2 separate regions of the Mus musculus genome follow, and region 1 is linked to region 2. Evidence: chromatin contacts called from public HiChIP or PLAC-seq data. All regions are on one chromosome and are shown on one strand. The core of a region is the stretch at or near the end of the contact, and the rest is flanking DNA. Distances in the headings are between cores, read along the strand shown. Region 1 holds the start of Urah (urate (5-hydroxyiso-) hydrolase). Region 2 holds the start of Pwwp2b (PWWP domain containing 2B).

Region 1 (5,066 bases), core at 1,529-4,028, 1.6 Mb after region 2:
AAAAGTCTGCTGAGTGATCAATTGCCAACTTTACACTCTGCCTCAGTTTACCCTGTTATGTCTAAGGTGATTGGTCCTTCTAGGGAATATTCTAAGGATGGCCTCTCAGCTTCTTCTCTAGGCAGCATGGGTCGGGAAGATGGATGAGAGCTCTGGGGAGTCAGTTCTTTTCTGCCACCTTGCAGGATTCTGGGCTCAAACTCCAGTCATCAGGCCTGCCAGCAACAACCTCTGCCTGCTGAGTTATCTCAGAAGCCCACCTTTGTTTTTTATAGATCACATAATACCTTGATAATGTGTTAGAGAGAGAATATATATGTGTGTGTATATATATATATATCCCTAACACAAAGGAGTTAGAGTAAAGTCACAGGTTCAGACAGCCTTGCCCTCCCACCCAACTGCACCAAAAACAAAGAATAGGCAGAGGGTCTTGAAGAATCCGAGAGCTTTGCTTGGAATCCCAACCACACTTACTGGCAGTACCCATGAGAAAACTGAGGCAAGGTCACATGACCCATCAGCAGTCAAGACGGGAATCTTTCCTGCCCTCTTCAGTGTGGCCTTATCAAATGTTAGCAGGGAGGCTAACCTGGGCCGACTAATGCCTTGATTTTTTTCAAAACTTAATTCCACACATTGTATGGCGGGGGGGGGGGGTGCCACTGCTCTTGTAAGGAAGTCAAATGACAACTTTGTGGAGACAGTTCTCAACTTCTACTGTTACAATGCCTGGGTTCCAGGATTTGAACTCTCCTCCTCAGTGCTCCCCCTACCCATTAATTAATTTATTTATTTATTTATTTATTTATTTATTTTACATCCCAATCACAGCTTCTGCTCCCTCCTCTCCTCTCAGTGTCTCCTCCCCTTCTCCTCAGTGAAGGGGAGGCCTCCTGTGGATAGCAACGCCACCTTGGCGTATCAAGTTAGTAGGAGTAGGCACATCTTCTCCTATTGAGACTGGACAAGGTATACCAGTTAGAGGAAAGAGTTCCAAAGGAAGGCGGCAGAGTCAGAGACAGCCCCTACTCCAGCTGTTGAGAGACCAACATGCACAGGAAGCCCCACATGAGCTGCATGTGTGTAGGAGGCCTAGGTCCTTCCCATGCTTGCTCTTTGGGTGGCAGTCCAGTCCCTGTGAGCCCCTATGGCCCGGGTTAGTTGATTCTGTAGGTTTTCTTGTGGTGTCCTTGACTTCTCTGGCTCCTTCAGTCCCTCCTCCCCTTTTTCCACAAGATTCCCCAAGCTGCGCCTAATGTTTGCCTGTGGGTCTCTGCATGTTTGCATCTGCTGCTGGGTGAAGTCTCTCAGAGGACTGTTATGCTAGCTTGGTTCCTGTCTACAAGTACAGCAGAATATCACTAACAGTGTCAGGGATGGGATGGGTCTCACGGTGGGCGATTCATTGGTTGGCCATTCCCTCAATTTCTACTCCATCTTTATCCCTGCACATCTTGTAGGCAGGACAAATTTTGGGTTGAAAGTTTTGTGGGTGGGTTGGTGTCTCCATCCCTCCATTGGAAGTCTTGCCTGGTTATGGGAAGTGGCCATCTCAGGTTTGACATGCCCTGTTGCTAGTAGTCCTAGCTAGGGTCACCCTCATAGATTCCTGGGAGTTTCCCTTGTCCCTATTTGAACGTGTCTGGGAAAGCTGCCTTCTGCCAAATGAGCCCTGGAAACCTACTCAGTTTTGGGACCTGAGAGGTGCTGACTTACAGGAAAAGAGTAGAACCTGGGGGAGCATGCTGTTGGGAGAGGTGGCTCATCCTGGAGCTGCCCACCACCACCACCACCTTCTGCTCTTTCTCCCAGTTCTCTCTCCCTCAGCCCTCCTCACACTTCATCCCTCCTGTTCCCCTCCCCCTCCTCATCCCACCCAGTTCCCTCACCCTATCCACCTCCCATGTCTATTATATTCCCCTTTCTGAGTGAGATTCGTCCATCCTCCCTTGGGCCCTCCTTGTTGCCCAGTTTCTTTAGGTCTGTGGATTATAGTGTGGTTATCCTATACTTTATGGCTAATATCCACTTGTAAGTGAGTACATACCATGTGTGTCTTTCTGGGTCTGGGTTATCTCACTCAGGATGATATTTTCTAGTTCCATCCATTTGCCTACAAATTTCATGATGTCATTGTTTTTAATAGCTGGGTAGTATTCCATTGTATAAATGTACCACATTTTCTTTATCCATTCTTCTGTTGAGGGACTTCTAGGCTGTTTCCAGAAATGTTCTATGGCCTTAGTCACCAAGGAAATGCAAATCAAAATGACTCTGAGCATCCTCAGTGTTTTAACCACTGAATTATTTCCCCCTCCCTGACCCAGCCATTTAATCACTTTCCACCAGTCTTTGCAGTAGGCCCCACTGCCCCACCCCCTCCCCTCAGAACTGCCCCTCCCCTCAGTATCCCTCCTTCCCCAGACTTGCCCTTCCACTCCTCCCCACAGCATGCTCCCAACCTTGTCCATTCTTTTCCTTTAAATCAACACCCCTGAGGCCCAAAAACCAAGCAGGCTGCCAGGGCTCATCTGGCAAAAGGAAAGGTGTCTTTCCCAGAAGTGTTCAGATAGGTGGCTCCAGGAGTTGGGGCGGGGCCTTGGGTGGAGCAGGTCCAGGCTGACTAGAGAGCTTGTTGAGGCTGGCAGGGCGACTGCCTGTGGAAGTTGCACAGACCAGAGCTTCAGGGCAGGGCATGAGTTCCAGGACCGCCCCGCGGCTGATGACGCTCCAGAGACACTTAGGCTGGCCGCAGGTAAGGAGCTGTCTTGTGCCATACTTAAGGAGACAGAGACGGAAGAGTGTGTGGGAGCTTGGGAGCAAGGGTGTTGCTAGGAGTCAGAGGCACGGGAGAGCTGGGTTCTGGGACACTAAAGCCACCGATCAGCTGAAACTGAAGGTCTCATACAAGGGAGAGGGGTGGTGCCCAGGCAGGGGCAAAGGAGGGCACAGGTCAGCTTTGTTTAGCACTTGGCACCCCATCCTGCCGCTCAGCAGTTCAGCCTGCCTCGGGGCAGTGCGGCCCTTTGTTTGCTCTCCTCAGAACTAGATCGAAGACGCACTTGGGCCTCTACGGACTGGCTGATCACTCTCACTCTCTCTGCACAGGCTGGCAACATGGCTACCGAGAGCAGTCCCCTGACTACTCACGTTCTAGACACTGCCTCAGGGCTCCCTGCCCAAGGCCTCTGCCTCCGGCTGTCCCGCCTGGAGGCCCCCTGCCAGCAGTGGATGGAGCTGAGGACAAGGTAGGAGACAGTTTCTGGGCTGGGATCCATAAGTGCCAGCACCCAGCAGTACAGTGGCCTTCCCACCTGGGGAAGGAAGACCTTAGGCCATGGTACTGAGGTGGAGCAGTAAGGCCAGGATAACACTGAGCAGAGCTGAGTCTTTGTGGCCGCTGGGGGCTGGAAGGCAGGACGGATCATTGCCCTGTTGATCCCTGAACTTTGTTTTCCTCATCTGAGATAACAGGAATGGTGACAAAACAGCTTTTTCACCAGATGTGCATACCTGGGACAATGTCATGGAAGGTCTGAGACAGCTTTGTTGGGTCCTTCTTGCCTGTCAGACTCAGCCTAATGGGCCTGCTGGGAGGGGAACCACTTGCCTGTCAGACTCAACCCAAAAACATGCTTCGAGGAGGGGAGCCAACTAGAGTAGCCTGGTCAAAAATAAAGACATCAATCGCTTTGTGCCTGACTGACAGCCGAGCACTTATTTCTCCTCTCTATTCTTAATAGCTGTGAACTTGTAATTAATCTCCTTTATAGAGAGAGGCTGAGATAATAGGACTGAGGTAAAACCCAAGACTCCACTCCAGTCCAGTACTGGGCCTTTCAACCTCAGTGAGCCAGGCTCTGGCATGCCCCTGGTACATGCTTTGTTGGGGGCCTCTTTCAGGTTTAGCCAGCCAACGCTGGTGGGTCTGTGGCCTTGAAAGCAGGTTCTATTTAAGGGAGCCAGGCTCACACATCTCCTTCTGACCAGCCTGTGAGAACAGCGTGTGGCTTGCCCCCTTCTAGCTCAGTCCTTCACCAACCTGGAGAGGTTTTATCTTTTGCTTCTCTGCTTTATGATTTTCTAAATATGCAGCATGGTGATATCCTTAGGAACTGTCCCCCTGCCCCATCTGTGCTCCTTCTGTGAGACTGTGGGAGTCATCTGTAGATGCTGGCATGCGGATCAGAAAAGCTAGGGAGGGAGGTTTCTCAGCTCTTCTCTCCACTTCATCTCTTCACAGCTACACAAACCTGGACGGTCGCTGTCCTGGGCTCCTGACACCAAGCCAGATAAAGCCAGGCACCTATAAGCTGTTCTTCGACACAGAGCGCTACTGGAAAGAGCGGGGTCAAGAGAGCTTTTACCCCTATGTAGAGGTGAGTGTCAGGGTGGGTGAAGCACATGGACCCTGATTCACTTTGACCACAGCCAGATCCTGCAGCCAGGCCTCCTCCAGACCAGGGACAGACTGGCCCCACCTCTCCCAGGGTGGTAGCAAGTGAGTAAACTCAACCTGTTTGGTCCTCTCAGAAGGTGTTCAGGAACCTGAGGCACTATGATACCTCACGATGACACACTGAGCTGCCCCTGGATCAGGTGGGTGGGAGGGAGAGGCTAGGCTGAGGGTGTCTCATCTTCCTTTGTAGACAGATTCTTATCGGAGCCCAGATCCAGGAACACTGGGTGTGTTAGTAACTTCTGCAGCCCTGATGCAGCTTAAGGGAGAATTATTTATTTGGTTTCATTATCTCAGTCCATGATTGCTTGGCTCCACACACTCACTACGGCAGTGGGGACATATAAAAGAGGAGCGCTGTCACCTCATGGGGGACAAGCAGAAGAAATGAACACAAGGGAAGACATGGTCCCCTAGGACTCCTCCAAGTTTCAATACCTACTAATGGTGTATCACATGATGGATCCAGTTAATCCCAAAAGTTTAACCAGTTGATTCAACCAGATCAGAGCCCTCAGTGTCAAATCACATCCCCCAAAGCCTACCAACTAACATCTCTTGTAGGAGACACTATTCAAACGGTATCATCAGATCTTATATAAGC
Region 2 (4,679 bases), core at 486-2,985:
CACAATAAGCTAGCAGTTTTCACGGTGTCCCTCTGTCCATGCCCCACATCGGAAGAGGTCTTCTATATTGCCTCTACAACCAGGAGTCCCTGAACAAGGGCACCTGCTTGCTCAAGTGCCTTTTTCGGACTACCCCACAGTTGCTCAGACTATAGATGTCCCCAGCTTGGAAGCTACTGAACTGGCTGGGGGGAGGGGGATGTCCTGCTGTAGGCTGTACTGAGCAGGCATCCCCAGTACTCAGGCACAGATGCTTAGTATCTGGGTTGAGCGAGTGGGCAGCCTCCCACCAGCCCTCCACCTGGAACTGAGCTGGGAATGGTTCCTGTAGCCAGCGTTTTTTTTTTTTTTTTTCCTCCAAAATCTGCAGCACCCAGCTCTGGAGAGAAGGAGTGAGGAAAACAGACGTTTGTGGGAGGGGGACTGCCCCTCAGCTGGACTCCGCCCAGACTTTCTCATCTGCTCTAGTGTAGCCTTAAGGCAAGGTAAAGTGGCGCCAGGGCGGCCTCGGCTGTCCTTGGCGGCGTCAGTGGTAGCAGCCCTGAAGCAAGTCCCAGCAGGGCAAGAACTCCACTCCCCAGCTGAAAAGGACATGGGCCTGGTAGATCCGTGGTCAGTACCTCTCTGCCCTTTTGGTGCCTCCAATGCAGGGTCATGGCGATGCAAGTCAGCCTTAGGGGCCCGATTCACAGACGCCATTGGTCATTGCAACGTGACAGACCCTTGGAGGCAGTCAGTTATGGATTCCGAATCCGGATTCAGAGTGCAAGTGCTTGCGGAAACCGGAGGAGGTCTAGGGTGGCGGTCAGCCGTCCGCCGGGCGCCGCCACCTCCCACTCATGGCCAGGCTGCCCTCGCGGGCCCGGTTGCACACGCCCGGGGAGCCTGGCTCTTGCTCATGGGAGGTGGCTCTTCATACTGTACACTAAGCGAGGAGTGCTGCAGCGAGTAGTCCCAGGAGACGCAAGAGCTCTGGATAGAATAATCCTGCCAACACTAGTGCTGGCCAGCCCCGCGCCCTGCGAGGTTCTCAAACAGACCGGAGCACTATAGTCTCCTAGGAGGCGCCGAGCACACCTGGGTAGCCCAGTGCCAGGTAGCCCTGTAGTGAGGGTGACACTAGGCCTCTTGTAAGGGCCCCATTGGTGTCCCTCGGCACCCGGAGTCTCCTCTGCCAGGCCTGATTCGCTTCAAATACACGTGTCCACAGACTTTTTCAAGTACCAAGTGGACACAGGAGTCGTGCGTAGAAGACGCTGCCGGGGTCCTCTAGCACAAACTGGTAGACAGGGGACCCCCAGACTACATGGGGGAAGGGCCCCAGGCTGCGCCGGGCTCAGGGAGTGGCCCCGGGACAGGATCAGGAAGGAGGTGGGGCCCGGGGTGGAACCCAGAGAAGCAGAGTGGGGGAAGGGCCTGGACCCGGGGAGTGTCCCCGCTACCCCTCGGTTCCTGGCAAGGCCTCCTAGGGGGCATTCCAAGCCTGCGTGGCGTCAAGATTAACGAACCCTTCTCCCCGCCCGGTGGGGCCCCCGCAATGCGTTGCAAGCCCAGCTTTGAGAGCCGGCTGTGGGCGCACGCTGCGGGCGGACCGCCCCACGCCCTCCGGCTCCTGGGAGCGCAGCCCGCGGCCGCGCGCCCCAGCCTAGCTCCGCGGTGGCGGCCGGCACACAGAGCTTTGTGACGTCAGGCGGCGTCACGCGGGGCTGACCCGGCGGCGGCGGCGGCGGCGGCGGTGGCGGGCGGGGGCGGCCTCCGGAGGCGGCGGGAGCATGGAGCCGCGGGCCGGCTGCCGGTTGCCGGTGCGGGTGGAACAGGTCGTCAACGGCGCGCTGGTGGTCACCGTGAGCTGTGGCGAGCGCAGCTTCGCCGGAATCCTGCTGGATTGCACGAAAAAGTGAGCGGGGCAGGGTCGCGGGCCCGGGACTCCTCGGAATCTCCCGGGACACTCCTCCACCGATTCAAGGTTCCAATGCAGGCTCCGAGAGGAGCAGCAAAGCCCGGCGTCCGCTTTCAGTTTCTGCTGGGCCGGGGTTTCGAGGCGCGCCAGCTGGCCGCCGGTCTGGGTGCGAAAGTGGCTCTCTCCCAAAGTCGCGGTGACTTTCGGGGCAGGAGAGCGTGCGGCCCCGCAGAGGGGCTGCGGTGCCGGCCGGGACGCACGGGAAGCCTTGCCTGAAACTCCGCACATCTGCCATAATTAACGCACTTTTCTTTGTTCAGACGCACTGTTGAATTCGACTGTTTGTAGAATCGTGATTCGTTTAAGGGGGTCAGTTAAGCTATGGCCTCACCTGTCACAAGAGGGGGGAAGCCCAAGGCTTATAGGAGTGGCTGGTGGAGACCAGCTGCGAGACTGCGGGGTGTAGAAACACTGCTGTGGGCGAGGCGCCTTGCGGGGGAGTGGAAGATACAAGTTCCAGGGCCAGTGCCTCTACTGGAGGGGCGCATTGGGCTTGGCTCCTGAGACCACCTGTATACCCTTTGCAGGGGCTTCTGCAGCGCAGAACAGCCACCTGAACCCAGAATCACATGGCACTGCGCTGTCACTGCCTGATAAATGATTAGGCATTAATCAGGCTGTGACTCTTCTGCTCCAGCCAGGCTTCATTCTGGAATTAGGAACAGAAAAGGGCTCTGCTTTCAAAGACCCAACTTTTTCCCTTCCTAAAGCCCGGATTTCCCTGGGTTCCCACCACAGAGCAGAGCCCTTCCTCCTTCGACAGTTACCCTGCTGACATTATGTCTTCATTAGATGTGCCAGAAGCCATTTATGCACAAGTCATGTGACTTAACATATGGCCTCCCGTGTGACTGGTGCCCCTCTCTTGTTGGTTAGTACAGGGAGTGCCTATAATGGGGTGACATTCAGGGGCTGCAGAATAGCCACCTGAAAGCTTCCAAGGCAAGCCATCCCCCACCCTGCTGATGGCTGCCCTCTCCTCCCTAGGCAGGTCTGGCTGCACCCCTGCTCAACCTGTGCAGCCTGCTCTGGCCTCTCCCTAGAGAGTCTGCAGCAGAGGACCCGCATTTCCCCAGTTCTCAGGCTCCAGTGCTCAAGATAAGATTGGCTGAGAGTAGTCCTATCTTGTGGCTGTGTCTACAGAGATAGGGGGGATCTCTACCCTGAGGTCAATGGCTAACCTGGCTTGCAGATGCATACACCCTTCATGAATAGAAGCTAGCTGCTGGCTGGCATCCTGAACATGGGAAGCAGCAGCTATAGGATGCATGTGTGTCCGTGCCTCACAGTCTACCAGAACCAGAACCCCTTGGAGACATGAGCTTAGTCGCTGATCACAGCTCTTCTCTGCAGTGGCTTTGCTTGCTTCTGTGCCCATGCAGAGACTCTGAAATGGCCCTTCCTTGCCCCTCCAGCCCTCCAAGGCTTGGCCTTGTGTTTCTCCTTCCCCATCCCTGATCTTTCCAGCAGCGCCCCCCCCCCCTTGTTTCTGTTTCCTGTGTTCTATCCATAGTATTATGAGTGGCAAAGCTAGTGTTTACAGCCCTGCTTCTCAGGCAGAGCTGAGCACAGCTTAGCAGCTGTCTGGGTGGTTTGGGCTGCAGTGTCTGCTCTCAGGCTCCAGGGTCCACATGCTGACCTGCCCTCCCAGGTACTAGTTTCTCCACAGCTTCAGTACCTATCCTTGCTCTTCCAAGGCCCAGTCCTTGGATTCGAGCCAAGGAAGAGTTCCCAAGTCCTATTTCCTCCCACCTCAGGGGAGCCTTTGGGGCTCAAAGCAGCAAGCAGGTCAGCATTCCTGAGGTGCTGCTGCTGCGCTTTATAGGCATCAGAGCTCCCATAGTTTGGGTACCGACCTGGTAGCCTGGCTGTCCTTTATGGTTCCTGATCACTGTTCATCCTCCTTGCTAGGTTGCAAGTGACGTGGATGGCCCCGTTCGCATAGACTGCTGGGTAGAAGGAAGGCTCTGAGGCTGGATCCAGCCCCACCAGTGCTCATCATGAAAGTTAGACTGAAAGATGTTTGTTCCTTTTCCCTTCCTCGTCTGCAGATGGCTGGGGAGCTCAGAGGGGGTCTTTGCTCACAAGCCACCTGGTGCAGTACCAAGTACCTCCTCCCACTCGGTGTCTTGAATCAGCTGCCTGGCTGTAGAGCAGCCCGAAGCAGGTTCTCTGTTGCTCTGGGTACCTATGCAGGCCTGTATTTTCACTGAGAAACCACACTGTACCAGAGGGTGGGCTAAGCCTCTGACAAGCCGCCTTTATGATCCCTGCTTACAAATTTGAGGATCCCTCCCAAAGCCGGCTGACCCAAGTCGTGCAGGAAGGGGTGGGGCTGACACTATGCTGCAGGTGGGCCTAGAGGTATGTATGTCTCTTGTTGAGCACCTCAGGTGAGGTAACCCTAGCCAAAGGTAGTCTACAAGACAGCAAAGGCCCGCTGACTCCGGGGTTCTAATCTGAGTTGTTGATTCTTAAATTGTACCACACAACAGCTGAGCCTGTCTGCTGGGATAGTCAGTATGACGTCCTCTTTGACCAAGACCACAGTCACTGCCTGTCACCAGGCTAAAGAGCACCAAGTTCTGTCCTGGAATTTGTTAGCTAGTGTGCTGCTAGGCATTCCTGAGATTATGTGGTAGGCACAGAGGTTACCATAGTGCTCAGATACCCTCTCTGCCCTCAAGGAACTGGAGGGTTCCAGGTGTCTTGTGCATCA

Evidence for each region. HiChIP or PLAC-seq counts read pairs in DNA pulled down with a chosen protein or histone mark.
Region 1: a FOXA1 HiChIP or PLAC-seq map of pancreatic cancer cells shows a contact between it and region 2. The contact joins the promoter of Urah here to the promoter of Pwwp2b in region 2. A contact is called at or near these places in 2 of 39 promoter capture datasets (hippocampal neurons and stem cell-derived epiblast-like cells) and 1 of 115 datasets of contacts at active chromatin or transcription factors (pancreatic cancer cells).

The regions. Positions count from the first base shown.
Region 1 is chr7:140,832,501-140,837,566 of GRCm38.p6, forward strand. Urah (urate (5-hydroxyiso-) hydrolase) reads left to right here and starts at 2,779. Exons shown (of 3, transcript NM_029821.3): 1 at 2,779-3,251; 2 at 4,247-4,382. The coding sequence starts at 3,121. C330022C24Rik (RIKEN cDNA C330022C24 gene) reads right to left here. Exons shown (of 4, transcript NR_045717.1): 4 at 4,721-5,066.
Region 2 is chr7:139,246,747-139,251,425 of GRCm38.p6, forward strand. It overlaps Pwwp2b (PWWP domain containing 2B), which reads left to right and starts at 1,736. Exons shown (of 3, transcript NM_001098636.1): 1 at 1,736-1,897. The coding sequence starts at 1,773.